Linked DNA regions of Sus scrofa: regions 1 and 2 are each linked to region 3. Evidence: chromatin contacts called from public Hi-C and HiChIP or PLAC-seq data. All regions are on one chromosome and are shown on one strand. Each heading gives the region's core, a stretch centred on a gene start, on an enhancer-like site or on the middle of the called end of the contact. The rest is flanking DNA. Distances are from core to core; before and after follow the strand shown. Region 1 overlaps LRCH1 (leucine-rich repeat and calponin homology domain-containing protein 1). Region 2 has its middle 29 kb from the start of RUBCNL. Region 3 holds the start of LRCH1 (leucine-rich repeat and calponin homology domain-containing protein 1).

Evidence for each region. Hi-C and Micro-C count contacts between places; a contact is called where the count stands out from the background. HiChIP or PLAC-seq counts read pairs in DNA pulled down with a chosen protein or histone mark.
Region 1: a contact with region 3 is called in an H3K27ac HiChIP or PLAC-seq map of alveolar macrophages. The contact joins the enhancer-like site here to the promoter of LRCH1 in region 3. A contact is called at or near these places in 10 of 47 Hi-C or Micro-C datasets (alveolar macrophages, fetal liver, liver and 4 more) and 2 of 2 datasets of contacts at active chromatin or transcription factors (alveolar macrophages and skeletal muscle).
Region 2: a contact with region 3 is called in a Hi-C map of skeletal muscle, with 2.1 times the contacts expected there. The contact joins the enhancer-like site here to the promoter of LRCH1 in region 3. A contact is called at or near these places in 1 of 5 promoter capture datasets (liver), 15 of 47 Hi-C or Micro-C datasets (alveolar macrophages, blood, brain and 5 more) and 2 of 2 datasets of contacts at active chromatin or transcription factors (alveolar macrophages and skeletal muscle).

The regions. Positions count from the first base shown.
Region 1 is chr11:20,853,506-20,857,698 of Sscrofa11.1, forward strand. The region is part of intron 1 of LRCH1 (leucine-rich repeat and calponin homology domain-containing protein 1); the gene reads right to left. Among named protein-coding and RNA genes, the nearest start is that of LRCH1, 51 kb to the right of the region's middle. Within about 2 kb of position 2,491, at least 12 of the 83 cell types and tissues checked have an H3K27ac peak or open chromatin away from gene starts, as enhancers often do. A contact at or near this core is called in alveolar macrophages and liver, where this site is marked.
Region 2 is chr11:20,964,404-20,968,524 of Sscrofa11.1, forward strand. No RefSeq gene overlaps it. Among named protein-coding and RNA genes, the nearest start is that of RUBCNL, 29 kb to the right of the region's middle. Within about 2 kb of position 1,963, at least 32 of the 83 cell types and tissues checked have an H3K27ac peak or open chromatin away from gene starts, as enhancers often do. A contact at or near this core is called in alveolar macrophages, liver, retroperitoneal adipose tissue and 1 more, where this site is marked.
Region 3 is chr11:20,903,725-20,908,327 of Sscrofa11.1, forward strand. It overlaps LRCH1 (leucine-rich repeat and calponin homology domain-containing protein 1), which reads right to left and starts at 2,847. Exons shown (of 20, transcript XM_013980521.2): 1 at 2,293-2,847. The coding sequence starts at 2,611.

The sequences.
Region 1 (4,193 bases), core at 1,241-3,740, 51 kb before region 3:
CAGGAAGCCACATTCCCAAACCATAAAGACATTATTAGGATAAAAATGTTTGTTTCTACATTTAAAAGCCTGGCGAAGGAGCTCCCTGGCGGCCCAGCAGTTATGGACATCATCATGTCACTGCTGTGGCTCAAGTTCAATCCTTGGTCCAAGAACTTTGGCGCGGGGGTGGGGGGTGGGGGTTCCTGTGTGGCTCGGCAGGTTAAGGACTCATCTCTGTGAGGGTGCGTGCCAGTTCAATCCCTGGACTCGCTCAGTGGGTTGAGGATCCGGTGTAGGTCGCAGACGTGGCTCAGATCTAGCATTGCTGTGGCTGTGGTGTAGGCTGGCAGCTGCAGCTCCCATTCACCCCTGGCCTGGGAACTTCCATATGCCTCGGGTAAGCCTCCCCCCCAAATAAAAGACCCCATAAAAATCATATATGTGATAAGGGGTTAAATATTGATAATATATAAACAACAACTATACCTCAACATAAAAAACAAACCACCCAATTAAAACATGGGCAAAGAACTTAAGGAACTTAAAGTACTTAGAGAAACTTTGTTTCTCCAAAGAGGATATGAAAGTAGCCAAAGAAGCACATGAAATGATCTCAGCCTCACTAATGATGAGGGAAATGCAAATCAACACAGCAGTGAGATACCGCCTCACACCCAGTAGGAGGGCTACCATCATTAATTAACCAATCCATTAAGTAATTAACAGAAAGTAACAAGTGACAGCAAGGACACGGAGACACTGGAACCCTTGCACACACTTGGTAGGAATGGAAAATGGTGCAGCCGTCATGGAAAATCGTACAGTACTTCCTCAAAACGTTCAAAAATAGAATTATTATCAGTGATCCAGCAATGCCGCTGCTGGGTATGGACCCAAAGCATCGAAAGCAGGGGTATCAGCACATTTCTGCTCACAGCAGCATCACTCACCAGAGTCCAATGGTAGAGGCAACCCCAGTGCCCCTCAACAGAGGGACAGATGAGTAAAATAGAGGGTACGGGAGTTCCCGTCGTGGCGCAGTGGTTAACGAATCCGACTAGGAACCATGAGGTTGAGGGTTCGGTCCCTGCCCTTGCTCAGTGGGTTAACAATCCAGTGTTGCCATGAGCTGTGGTGTAGGTTGCAGACACGCTTGGATCCCGCGTTGCTGTGGCTGTGGTGTAGGCCGGCGGCTACAGTTCCAATTCGACCCCTAGCCTGGGAACCTCCATATGCCGTGGGAGCGGCCCAAGAAATAGCAAAAAGACAAAAAAAACAAAAAAAAAAAAATAGAGGGTACGTGGCTAAGGGAATGCGCTTTGGTCTACAAAGGAAGGAGATGGTGACACATGCTCTAACTTGCATGAACTTCGAAGACGCAGCGCTCCCTGAAACAGGCCAGTCGCCCAAAGACAAATGCTGTGTGACTGCACCTACGTGGAGCATCCAGAGCAGGCAAATCCAGAGCCAGAAAGTAGAGGGTGATGTCTAAGGTCTGAGGGGTGGGGAGAGTGGAGAGTTAGTAGCTAACGGGTACAGAGCTTCCGTTTTGCAAGATGAAAGAGTTTTGGAGATTGGCTGTACAATAACCTGTGAACACACTTAACACTGCTGAACCGTACACTTAAAAGTGGTTAAAGTGGTCAATTTTATATATATTTTATCACAACTAAAAAAAATAGAGAGAGAGAGATTAAAAAATATACATTATATATTATATATATACAAACAACGTTTAGCTCTGGAGTTTTATGTACCATAGTGTTAACCTGTGGTTCTGACACAGAGAACACCAATTTTTTTTTTTTTTAAATGAGAGTTGCAACGTATATTTCAGGTTCTCTCTTGGTTGGTCTTTTGGGGTTTTTTGGTTTGTTTGTTTTTTTTTTCTTTTTTGCCACACAGGCAGTAAGTGAGAATTCCTGGGCCAGGGACTGAACCTACGCCGCACAGCAGCAACCAGAACCACAGCAGTGAGAATGCAGGAGCCTCAACCCCCTAGGCCGTCAGAGAGCTCCTGAGAACAAACTTTTCAAGTGTCCTGTGGAAGCTGAATCTCAGGCTTTGCAGCCACACACATTTCCCTTCCAAAAAGCCCATCCAGGAAGTTCTGAATCTTTAATTCATTGTCTAACCAAACAGCCTTCCCATTCCATTTCCTCAAAACACAGAACAGGGCTGTTTTGTTTGTGTCCTTTTTTTTCTCTCAGGGGTGGGGATGGGGTGTGAAATTACAAAAGAAAAAGGCATGGGGAGTCTAAAAAGACAGACAAATTTTTCCTTTGAATTTTCTGAAACTGGATTTTTTTTTTTTTTTTTTTTGAGCTTGTAATGTATCAGCCACTCAGACGCAAAACCTTCTAAAAATCTGCAACCATCTCTTTCCTCTAGACAGGCAAGTTCCTGTGCTGTCTATTTTTATTCGGATTGTGCGCTGAACTGAGGCACCCCGGCTGCAAGAAGGCCAGAGGAAACCACGCGAGCAAGGTGCCAAAGAGGCCACTTCGCACACAAAGAAAGAGCAGTGTTTCTGGAACCTGTGGAGGAAAGCGTGTACCAGACACTGACTTACTTTGAAACCGCCTCAAAAACTGTGACGTTCGAATTCTGCTGTCCTTTTAGCGTACCTGGGGTTGCGGAACTGCACACCAACACAGATCCGCCCTTGCAGTGACAGACCAACTATAACATGGGATCAAAACCTCCCAGGGGTTCCCAGAATGTTGGGTGCTGTTGGGGAGGGTCATCTGGTTTGGCCTCTAACTACGCTTGTCCAACTTTGGGGGCGGGAGGGGGAGAAGAGAAGCTCTTATCTAAAGCTGATCCTGGAGTTCCCGTCGTGGCGCAGTGGTTAACGAATCCGACTAGCAACCATGAGGTTGCAGGTTCGATCCCTGGCCTCCCTCAGTGGGTTAACGATCCGGCGTTGCCATGAGCTGTGGTGTAGGTTGCAGACGCGGCTCGGATCCCACGTTGCTGAGGCTCTGGCGTAGGCCGGGGGCTACAGCTCTGATTCGACCCCTAGCCTGGGAACCTCCATATGCCTCGGAAGCGGCCCAAAGAAATAGCAAAAAAAGACAGAAAAAGTAAATAAATAAATAAAGCTGATCCTCATTATATATGCTAGTTGTGTTCTGTTCTGGAAGGTCAACTTGAACAGAGCAATCTTGTTTTACGTGCGTTTCTGGTTTAAAAACACCTTACGCGACACAGGATACGGATTCCTTCCTTACCACACTGTACTCACAGCCCACGGCCCTGCAACACCTGCCTGATACATGCAGTTTCTCCAAAAGGCACCTCAAGCCTTCTTGCACTCAGAAACACAGACAGGACTTGGGCACGACGCTTGGGGGCATTTAAACAGTGAAATCAGTGAAGGAAAGCTCAGAAATGCAAAAAGCGTGTTACCACAGCAAAACGGCTGCTTGTTTAGATCGAGAGCTGAAACAAGAAGGTAGAGCATTGCCTCCAGCAACTCAAATTTTTTTGCCAGTCTACACATTTGCAAATGAGCCCAAGAGCAACAGAAGTACTGATTTGGGGGCAAAAAACAAATCTGAGCAGGTAGGAAAACTCACAAATACGGAACCCTCGAATAACAAGGACCAGCTGTATTAGGCAACTTGGAAACTTTCCTAGACTTAGAGTAATTAATATGAAGTCTATGCAAACCTTTTAAAGGCCACTTGAAAATTCGGGTGTTCTGAGCTGCATACAGTGCACACAAATGACCATCTGTGGGAGGCACTGCAAATGCACCCCTCACTCCCCCAAATCCAGCAGGCAAGGCGCCAATCACCATGGACTAATGGTCTGACCACCAGCTTCTGCCACCACAACATCTGAGGGGCTCTGATCCAATCACCAGCCGCCTGTCTACCCACAACGGGATTTCCCACCATCTCCAGAAGGCACTTCCTCAAAATCATTCCCTTTGTCTATTCATGCCTTTAAAGTCTCATCTGAATGTAACTTCAAGTTAGAAGTCGCTGGCGTTCTTTCACACACTAACAAAGATATCTCTGTTTTTCAGAATAGTTCCTTTCCACCCATATGCTTAAGATAAAAACGCAGGATGAAAAGATGCCCGGTTTTCTCCTACTTATATTCATGGTCACACCAAGCATCTTCCATCACGGAAATGGAAACATACAACAGACATAATGCAACTGATATGGGATCCTTGCAAAATAACAAATGATTTTTTT
Region 2 (4,121 bases), core at 713-3,212, 60 kb after region 3:
TGAGGCTGCCTTTAGATCCGTGCTCTGCCACTTACCTGCTTAGGGCCCTTGGCAACTGAGTCCTCTCTCCCTTCACTTCCTCATGTAGAAAATAAACGAAGAGTTGTGTGTGTTGAGAGAGTTCAATGAATTCTGGTACACAAGCCAAATATTCAGTTGACTTTAGCTTTTTGTGTGAGTATGTGTTTTTTAGGCTGCACCCGCAGCACATGGGAGTTCCCAGGCTAGGGGTCTAATTGGAGCTGTAGCTGCCGGCCTACACCACAGCCACAGCAACTCGGGATCCGAGCCTCGTCTGCAACCTGCACCACAGCTCGTGGCAACGCCGAATCCCTGACCCACTGATCGAGGCCAGGGATCAAACCTGTATCTTCGTGGATACCAGTTGGATTTGTTTCCACAATGGGAACTCCCAATTTTAGTTATTATTGAAGGATTATTTCCATTTTCCGGATTGGACTGTTTACAGTGGTGCAATTCCCTACACCATTAAAAATGTTTCTTTTTACTAGCTATGATCTTTTGACAGATGATTTCGTTAAAGTAAAGCTTATTTCACTTGCTATGCTATATATAGCCACAGAACCTGCTCGTTCCTCTTTTTATGTGTGTGTGTCTCTCTCTTTTGATTTCGCAGTTAAAAACTAGTTTCAGGGCTATTGCTCCACATAAGAGTAAGCCCTTCTGTGCTTTCCACATGTCACAGTTCTGAGGTTCGGAGGCTCAAGGTAGGAAACTCTTTAAAGAGCTGGCGAAGACTCTTATTAATACAGAAAAAGGAAGCCCTGCCTATTTACTTCTCAGAGGAAGCTGTTCTTTAAACAGACTCCCCCAAAGGGAAGCTGGGTCTTGGGGCGTTGCTTGGCTTCGATCACTGTTATTTCCTCCTAAATGGTTCTGTCCCTCTGACCTCTGTCTCCTTTAATACCGATTTATGATGCAAATGCCCCTTGATAGATCAGAGAACTGACAGTGCCTTCTGGCCCTCTGGCTTCTGTATCCCCAAAGAGCTAATAGCAATCACATCTCACTGAGCTCCTGGATTCTCCTTTTCACTGTTGGATGCAGTGGTATTTCTCCTTTCTCTTCATACCTACATTCCCCTAGTCGAGTGGGATTTGCCTGGTCCTTAGACAATGGTTCCATCAGACAGCGTTTACTTTCTTACCTATAAGTGTACAGAATGTCTCTCTCTCTGAGCAAGGGATTAGATCCTTATTTGGAAGAAGTCAGCAAATAGATTCATAGGAGATCTTTGAACTAAGGGGCTTAAGAACATCTACCATTAAGACACAATTTGAAAGTGAAACTTGGCAGAAAGTTTCCTAAAAAAAAAAAAAAAATTAAGTGTGGGTGTTTCCTAGTAGCTCAGAGGGTTAAGGATCCAGTATTGTCACTCCTGTGGCTCTGGTTACAGCTGTGGTACAGGGTCGATCAGTGGCCTAGCAACTTCCCCATGCTGTGGGTGCAGCAAAAAAAAAAAAAAAAAAAAAAAAAAAAAAAAAATTTAAGTGGAGTAGTCAGCAAATTTGACTGTTACCCATGACAACCTTGAGTTTAGTAAAAAAGGAGAATCTCAAAACAGGCGCCTGTCATTTCCTAGGCATGTGACCCCTCCAGGGATTAACAACTGTGATTTGGGTGTTTAGACAGAAACTTGGGCTGGTGTTGCACTACAGCGTCCTGGTAAAACTGCACATCCACAGTCTGGTATATTTCTTTTAAATTCAAACCACATGGAGTGACTTATTAAATAAGCATATGTCATAACATATTTGGGTCACTATCGGGCAAACTGAGAAGTTGGCAGCAGATCTCGTAAAAGTTACTCAATTGTCTGGTAAGCAAGGCGGCCTTTGAAAGCCTGGCCACTTGCCATTTCTTTAAGCCCTTGATGGGAGCAGCTGCAGGACAGATGAGGACTGAGAAAGTTGCTCTTCTTTCCTAAACGGGTGAGGATAGGGCTTGGGGTCAAGCCAGAGATATGTGTCTACACAGCATCTAAGGAGAATGAGGCCCAGCCAGGTCCCACCCTTTGCACCAGTTTGTTGCAGTGATGGGTGCAAAGCCAAATGACTACCCAGGCACCTGGGCCTCAACTCCTTACCTCTGCAGCTTTAAGGGGCACAGGAAGGGCTGTTGGGTTAATTGGGAGCTGGTTCTTGAAACTTTCGTCTTTCCTTACTTCCCTATTTTATAAAAGCAGTCACTTACACATGATAAAAATGATTAAATATCCCCCCAATACACTAATCTATCCCCCTTTCTGGTATCATAGCAGCCAGGAAATACAAAAGTAATTATCGAGACACTGGTCTTTTTTTTTTTTTTCGGACTGCACCTGTGACATATGGAAGTTCCAGGCTAGGGGCTGAATCAGAGCTATAGCTGCTGACCTACACCACAGCCACAGCAACTCGGGATCCGAGCCATGTCTGCACCACAGCTCTCAGCACCACCAGATCCTTAACCCCTGAGTGAGCCCAGGGATCGAGCCCATGTCCTTGTGGATATTAGTTGGGTTCGTTAACCACTGAGCCACAACGGGAACTCCTCTGTTGAGACATCTGGATTTGCAGGTTGATGAGAAGTCTCTCTGCATTTCTGTGATTATTGCGACTGCTCCTGATGACAGTAGGAAAATAGGTCTGTATGTTTAAAGTCAACAGGCCAGACTCTGATCTCATCTGTACAGCTACTGCTATGGCCTTTCCAGTACGTGTAGTGTGGCAGGAAGAAATTAGGAGAGCCTGGGAAGAGAGACACAGCAGAAAGGAGGAAATTGGGAGTTCTCTGGTGGATCAGTGGGTTAAGGATCCAGTGTTGTCACCAATGTGGCTCAAGTTCCCTATCTGGCCTGGGAACTTCCACATGTCATGATGAGGCTAAAAAAAACCCAAAAAAACAAAAAACAAAAAAACAAAAACAAAAACAAATAAAAAAGACATTGTCAGATTTCTCAAATACTCTAGCAGAGTCAGTAAATACAGGATTGAAATGTGCACAGAGCTTTTATTTATTTGTTTATTTAGTTTTGCTTTTTAAAGGCTGTCCCTGTGGCATATAGAAGTTTCCAGGCTAGGAGTCAAATTGGAGTTGCAACTGCCAACCTACACAACACCGGATCCTTAACCCCACTGAGCAGGGTCAGGGATCAAACCCTCATCCTTCTGGACACTAGTCAGGTTCATAACCCGCTGACCCAAGACAGGAACTCCTGCATGGAGCTTTTAAAAACAACTTTATTGAAGGATAATTGGTGTTCCCTAAGCCTCACATACTTAAAGCGCATAGTTTGATAAGTTTTCACACATGTACACCTCTTGAAAGCATCACCACCATCAAGCTAAGAAGCACGCCCATCGCCCTGAAATTTCCCGCTGCTTCTTTGTAACCCGTCTCCTCACCCCCTCATCTGTCCTTCCCAGGCAATTACAGATCAGTCACCATAAATTAGTTTGCATTTTCTAGAATTTTATATACATGAAATCATACAGTGTGTACTCTTTTTTTTTTTTTTTTTCAAACCTGGGTTCCTTATTTTGAGAACTGGCCTAATTAATTGCGATTGACTCATTCATGTTGGAGCGTGTATCAGATAGCTTTGTCTTTGTTTGCTTCTCTCTCTGTCTCCCCACTCCACCCCCTGCCCCTTTCGCTTTTTTGCTGAGTCGTTTTCCGTTGTGGATATACCGTGGTTGTAGATCTCTCTTTATCTCTTCTGTTGGTAGACATTTGGGTTGTTTCTAGTTTTTAGTTTATACAATTAAAGCTCTTTTGAATATTCATGTTCGTATCTTTGTATGAACATGGGTTTTCCTTTTTTTGTGTTCAGGATTTTTTACTTTTTATTTATTTTATTTTATTTTTTATAGTGATTTTAATTTTTTCCATGATAGCTGGTTTACAGTGTTCTGTCAGTTTTCTACGGCACAGCGAGGTGATCCAGTCACACGCACATGTATACATTCTTTTTTCTCACATTCTCCTGCTCCATCACAAGTGACCAGACATAGTTCCCAGTGCTATACAGCATGATCTCACTGCTTATCCATTCCAAAGGCAATAGTTTGCATCTATGAACCCCAAATTCCCAGTCCATCCCACTGCCTATTTTTTTA
Region 3 (4,603 bases), core at 1,597-4,096:
ATGTTACTACTCGAACTCTGCGCTCTACTAGAACTCTTCATATGCAGCAAATGTCAACACTTCCAAACTGAAGGTAATTTTAACTCGTGTTTTATTTTGAGTTTTGCGCTTCCAAATAAGGAACAGTGCTCAGTAAACAGAACAAAGGGCAGGAGACATTTGGTTTATACCCAGCTTTGACCTGAGGCAAAGATGTTTGGCAAAAGCAACTCTTTAACACATTCAGGTGCTTTAATTTCCTGGAAAAGAGCTGCCTTCATTGACTATTCTTTAGCAAGTTGCCCTAACTTTCCACAAAATGTCACTGACACTCTCCCTCCCATAATGAACACTGCCTCTCTTTTTTTTTTTTTTTTTTTGACGTGGAGTTAAGCCTCCAAGTTATAACTAGGTAGAATTTCCTGAGCGCCAACCATGCAAGGGAAGTTCATAATTAAAAACCTGCAGAACTCACAACCACAGCTCGTCACAAGCAAGCAAGAGAGGTGAACGGAAATATTTTTAAGCATTGCCATGCCTCCCATGGTTAAGGTCTTAACTGAAAGAAGTGGTCCCTGCTCTTAAAAGAAATGCCAGCAGAGCAGACACGTCCAAAGTTTCCTCCACTTTGGAAATAAACATCAGCGGAACAAACAGAGGAACAACTTTTGATCCCCGCGTCTGAAATGTACAAACACATATTATTATTGGTCACGCCAGGTCCATTTTCTGCAGTCACATCTAATTCTCCCATAGCTCGTGGTACACTCTATGGCAAAAGAGAAGCAGAACTTAACAACAGATTTTTTTTTAAGTTAATGATTCAAGCAATTCTTGGAATAACTTCCACTTGAGAAAAGGCAACTAAGAGATCCTATCAAGAGACTGCCCCAGCTGTTGACAGCTCTGCTCTGGAAATTCCCTCTTTTCTGCCCATCCTGGACTCTCCCCGAATCCAAATTACAAAGTTCAATGACCCTGAGGTGTCCTGTTTGCCTCTAGTGAACTCAGAATTCTGCCTAAATAGTCATTAGGACTCTCAATAAATGTGTGTGGAATTAAGGGGAGGGGGGGAGAAAGCACTGGAAAACTAGCTCCAAAAAGCCACTGCCTGCTCCCTCCGCCACCATCTCTTCCCACCGAAGAGGAAACAGGCAGATCTGGACCTCACAGGCCATTCGGGATCCAAGGGGTCTGACACTCGGCCCGGGAAGTGATGACAGCCAGCAAGTCTGGACAGTGGTTCCCAAATGGGGCACCCATTGCTCTGGGAAATGCTAGGTGCTGGCCATGCTACAAACCCTCCCCACGAGGAGATGAAATTGGACTGCTGGGAACCGAATCCGTTCTGTAGGATCCCAAGGCCTGAATCGCGTTCCACCACCCTCCTTCCTTCCTGTTTATAGATCCCGGCTCCAATAACTCCAGTTACCAAAGAGAAAGCAGACGTCTCAGAAATATGTCAACACATGACATAACTTGAAAACCCTGTATGCTCCTTGGCGCGAGTTACAACTTGCCCGGCTCACCGAGGAAAACCGGCTCACTTTACTTTTTTTTTCTTTAAAACATGCCAGGCCGTCCTCTCCAGGGCCCCCGCAAAGATTGGGTTACTGAGAACTAGGTAGCCTCGGTGGCAGAAACCAAGCCGCGTGGGCGGTTAGCTAGAGGCAAGGCACTAGGCAGCCAACCGCCTTGCCAAGTGGCCGCGATTCGGCTTCCCGACCACCGCCGCCGCTCCTTCCTCGCACAGGCGCAGGAAGGGGGAGCCTCGGCACCTCCTCGCAGGCGGCACCAAGTTGCCCGATCGCTGCGCGAGGCCGCCGAGAGGGTCTCGAGGCACCGAGCCGGTGCCCTCCAGTCGGCGGAGGCCGCGCCACCTTTGTCTGGGGTTCCCCATCAAGAGCCGCGACGCCTCCCAGTAAAGCGGAGTTGCCCGGGACGGAGGTGCAGACACCGCGGACGGGTCCTCAGACCCCACGCGGGGCCCAGGAAGCAGCTGCGGCGGGCGAAAACCTCCCACATCCACGGCGCGCACGGGGCGCGCCCGCAGGTCCCAGCCTGGCTGCCGCATCCCCCGAGCGGCCGCCGCCGGGTGCGGAGCCGCAGACCCCCGCGCTCGTGGGCGCTGCGGCGGGGAGCAGTCCCGCTCTCTCGGCGCCGCACAGCGGGATCGCCCCCGCGGCTCCCTTCCTCGGGAGAGCACGGGCCGCTGGACCCCCAGCAAGGCCAGATCTCAGACCGGCCACCGCGTCCGGGAAGGCACGACAACCAGCCACCCACACCCACTGCCCGCCCACGGCCCTCTCTCACCTGCCTGCACCGTGTCCGAGAGGTCGTGCGCGGGGGCCGCAGTCCTGGGAAATTCCTTCAGTTTCCTGGCACTGAGGTTCAATCCCCCGGAGTTGGCCGCTTCCTCCAGCGCGCGCTCCAGCCCCCGGTTCAAGGGCAAGTTGAAGCCCCCGCTGCCTCCGCCGCCGCCGCCTCCCCCGGGCCCGCCGCTGGCTCCGGTTCCTCCGTGGAGCTGCTGCTGCTGGTGGTGGTGGTGGTGGTGGGGATGATGATGTGGGTGCAGAGGAGCCACCGAAAGGGCAGGGACGAAAGGTTGGGGTTCGCTTCCCGGCGTCGCCATCTTCTCCCGGGCCCCCCCACCCCGCCCCGCCGCTCCTGCGGGGGGGTCACAGCTTTACCCGGGAAAGGGAGACAGCTGCCCGGGCCGAGTTCCTGCAGGGCTCCACCGAAAGATGCTGCAAGAGCGGGAGGAGGGTGTGGCAGGCGCGCGGTACGAGGAGCAGACGGGGAGGCGGCAGCGGCAGCGGCAGCTTGGTCTCGAAGGTTTCCTGTCCCCGGGAAGCTAAGGACTGCGGCGGCGGCAGCGGCGGCGGCGGCGGCGGCAGCAGGCAGCGCGCATGTGTCTCCTCCCGCCCCTGCTCCCTCCTCTCGGCGCGCTCCCCTCCTCCGCCGCCCGCTCTCTCCTCCTCCTTCCCGCGAGCGGCCAGCCCAGCCCCGAGCCCTCCTCCGCCGCGCGCCGCCGGGCCCTTCTCTCTGAACGCGGGGCGGGGCGGGGCGGGCGGGGGGGCGGGGCTGGACGCCTGCCCAGGGGTCACTTTCATTCAAATGCCGAACGTCCCTCTGGGGCTCTTTTTGCCCCTTAGAGGGCTTTACGGAAGCAGAGGTTTTAGGGGATCTGAGAAGACAGTGGCGAGCCAATAGATGGGATGTGAAATACAGTGAGATCACGGGGAGGTGAAGTTATCTCAAGTCTGCACATTTTTCTTGTTCTTTGACCCACAGGGAAGGCAGTTTTTCACCGTGGGGGGGTCTGGCCAACGGAGGACCCTTGGCAGGTGGGCACCGCCAATGAGCCAGACGCTGATCTAAGTCGTCTACAGGAATGATCTCAATTAATCCAGGGACCCCACGAGCAGAAAAACCGCCTTCTCCACTCCCCAGGGGAAGTTTAGAAACTAGTCTGAGGTCACCCGCGCAGTCAGAGACGGAGCTGGTTTCGAAAGTGGAGCCTTCAGGTTCTAGGGCCGCCCTCCTTCCTGTAAACTCGGGCTGAACCCCACTGCAAACAAATAGCAGCCGGGCAGAAAGTTTTCTGAGTGATGGCAGAAAACCACAGGCACAGAAAGAAAGGACTTTCAAAATGAAGGTGGCGTTATGGTAGACAGACCCCTCTGGCACAGGAGAAAGATGGGCTGGCTGTGGCTGAGCTTGGAACTGTGTGGAGCTGGAGAGGTCAGAAAGTCCCTGACCCCAACTGGCCGGTAACTCAGTCACAGTTGAAGCCTGCGCACTGGTATCGTCAAGGTACCCGCGTGGGCTCTTCTTACCCCTGCGGGGCATGGGAGCTCATCTATCTGCCTGCAAGCGAATTTCAGTTCAGCCCAGACCAACGCCTGCAACACCAGAGGTGACAGAGCATCTGACACCATAAGAGCAGATCAGCTGGCAGATGGATCAAGTCCCACTCTTTCCCAAAGTTCCAGCTCCAGCTCCCTGGGAGGGAGCCTTTATTTTTTGCTCTACACCCTAGGCTTGAGCAGCGCCCCCTTGAGCGACTTAAGCTAGGGGAAGTGAGGATGAGGGCCGAGTGAGAAAATAATTCAACGCTTGGAGCGGGGGAGTCATTTTTTTTAAGTGGTGTTGCAGAAAGAGGATGACCTGAGCCCGAGGCGGGGCCTAACGCCTGGCATGATCTATGTCACTGGCATTGACTGCGTGCATAGTAAGTCGCTTTGACTCCTGTGGGATTCTAGAATTACAGCTTTCTAACCTCCAAGGAGGAGACAAGCGCCACCTGCTGGTATCCTCCCCCCAAACACCCTCTCTCACCAAAGCCTTCGACCCCTCTGCCTCCTAGATGTGTAAAAACCAGGCTTGAAAATGATGATGATGACGGTGACAACGAAAGGGTACCTATAAAAAAGCAACCTACCAGTCCCTTTCCTCACTATTCTTTTCTCCAAAAGCCAGTGAGAAGCAAGACACAGAAAATTTTCAAATTTCCTTTGAAAGTGTTCAGCGAAGACCAGGTGCCAGTCTATGGGATCAGCATGGAGGTTACTGTTGAGGACACCTTCTGCAAGGCTGCAAATTTTGTTTAGACCATGAATGG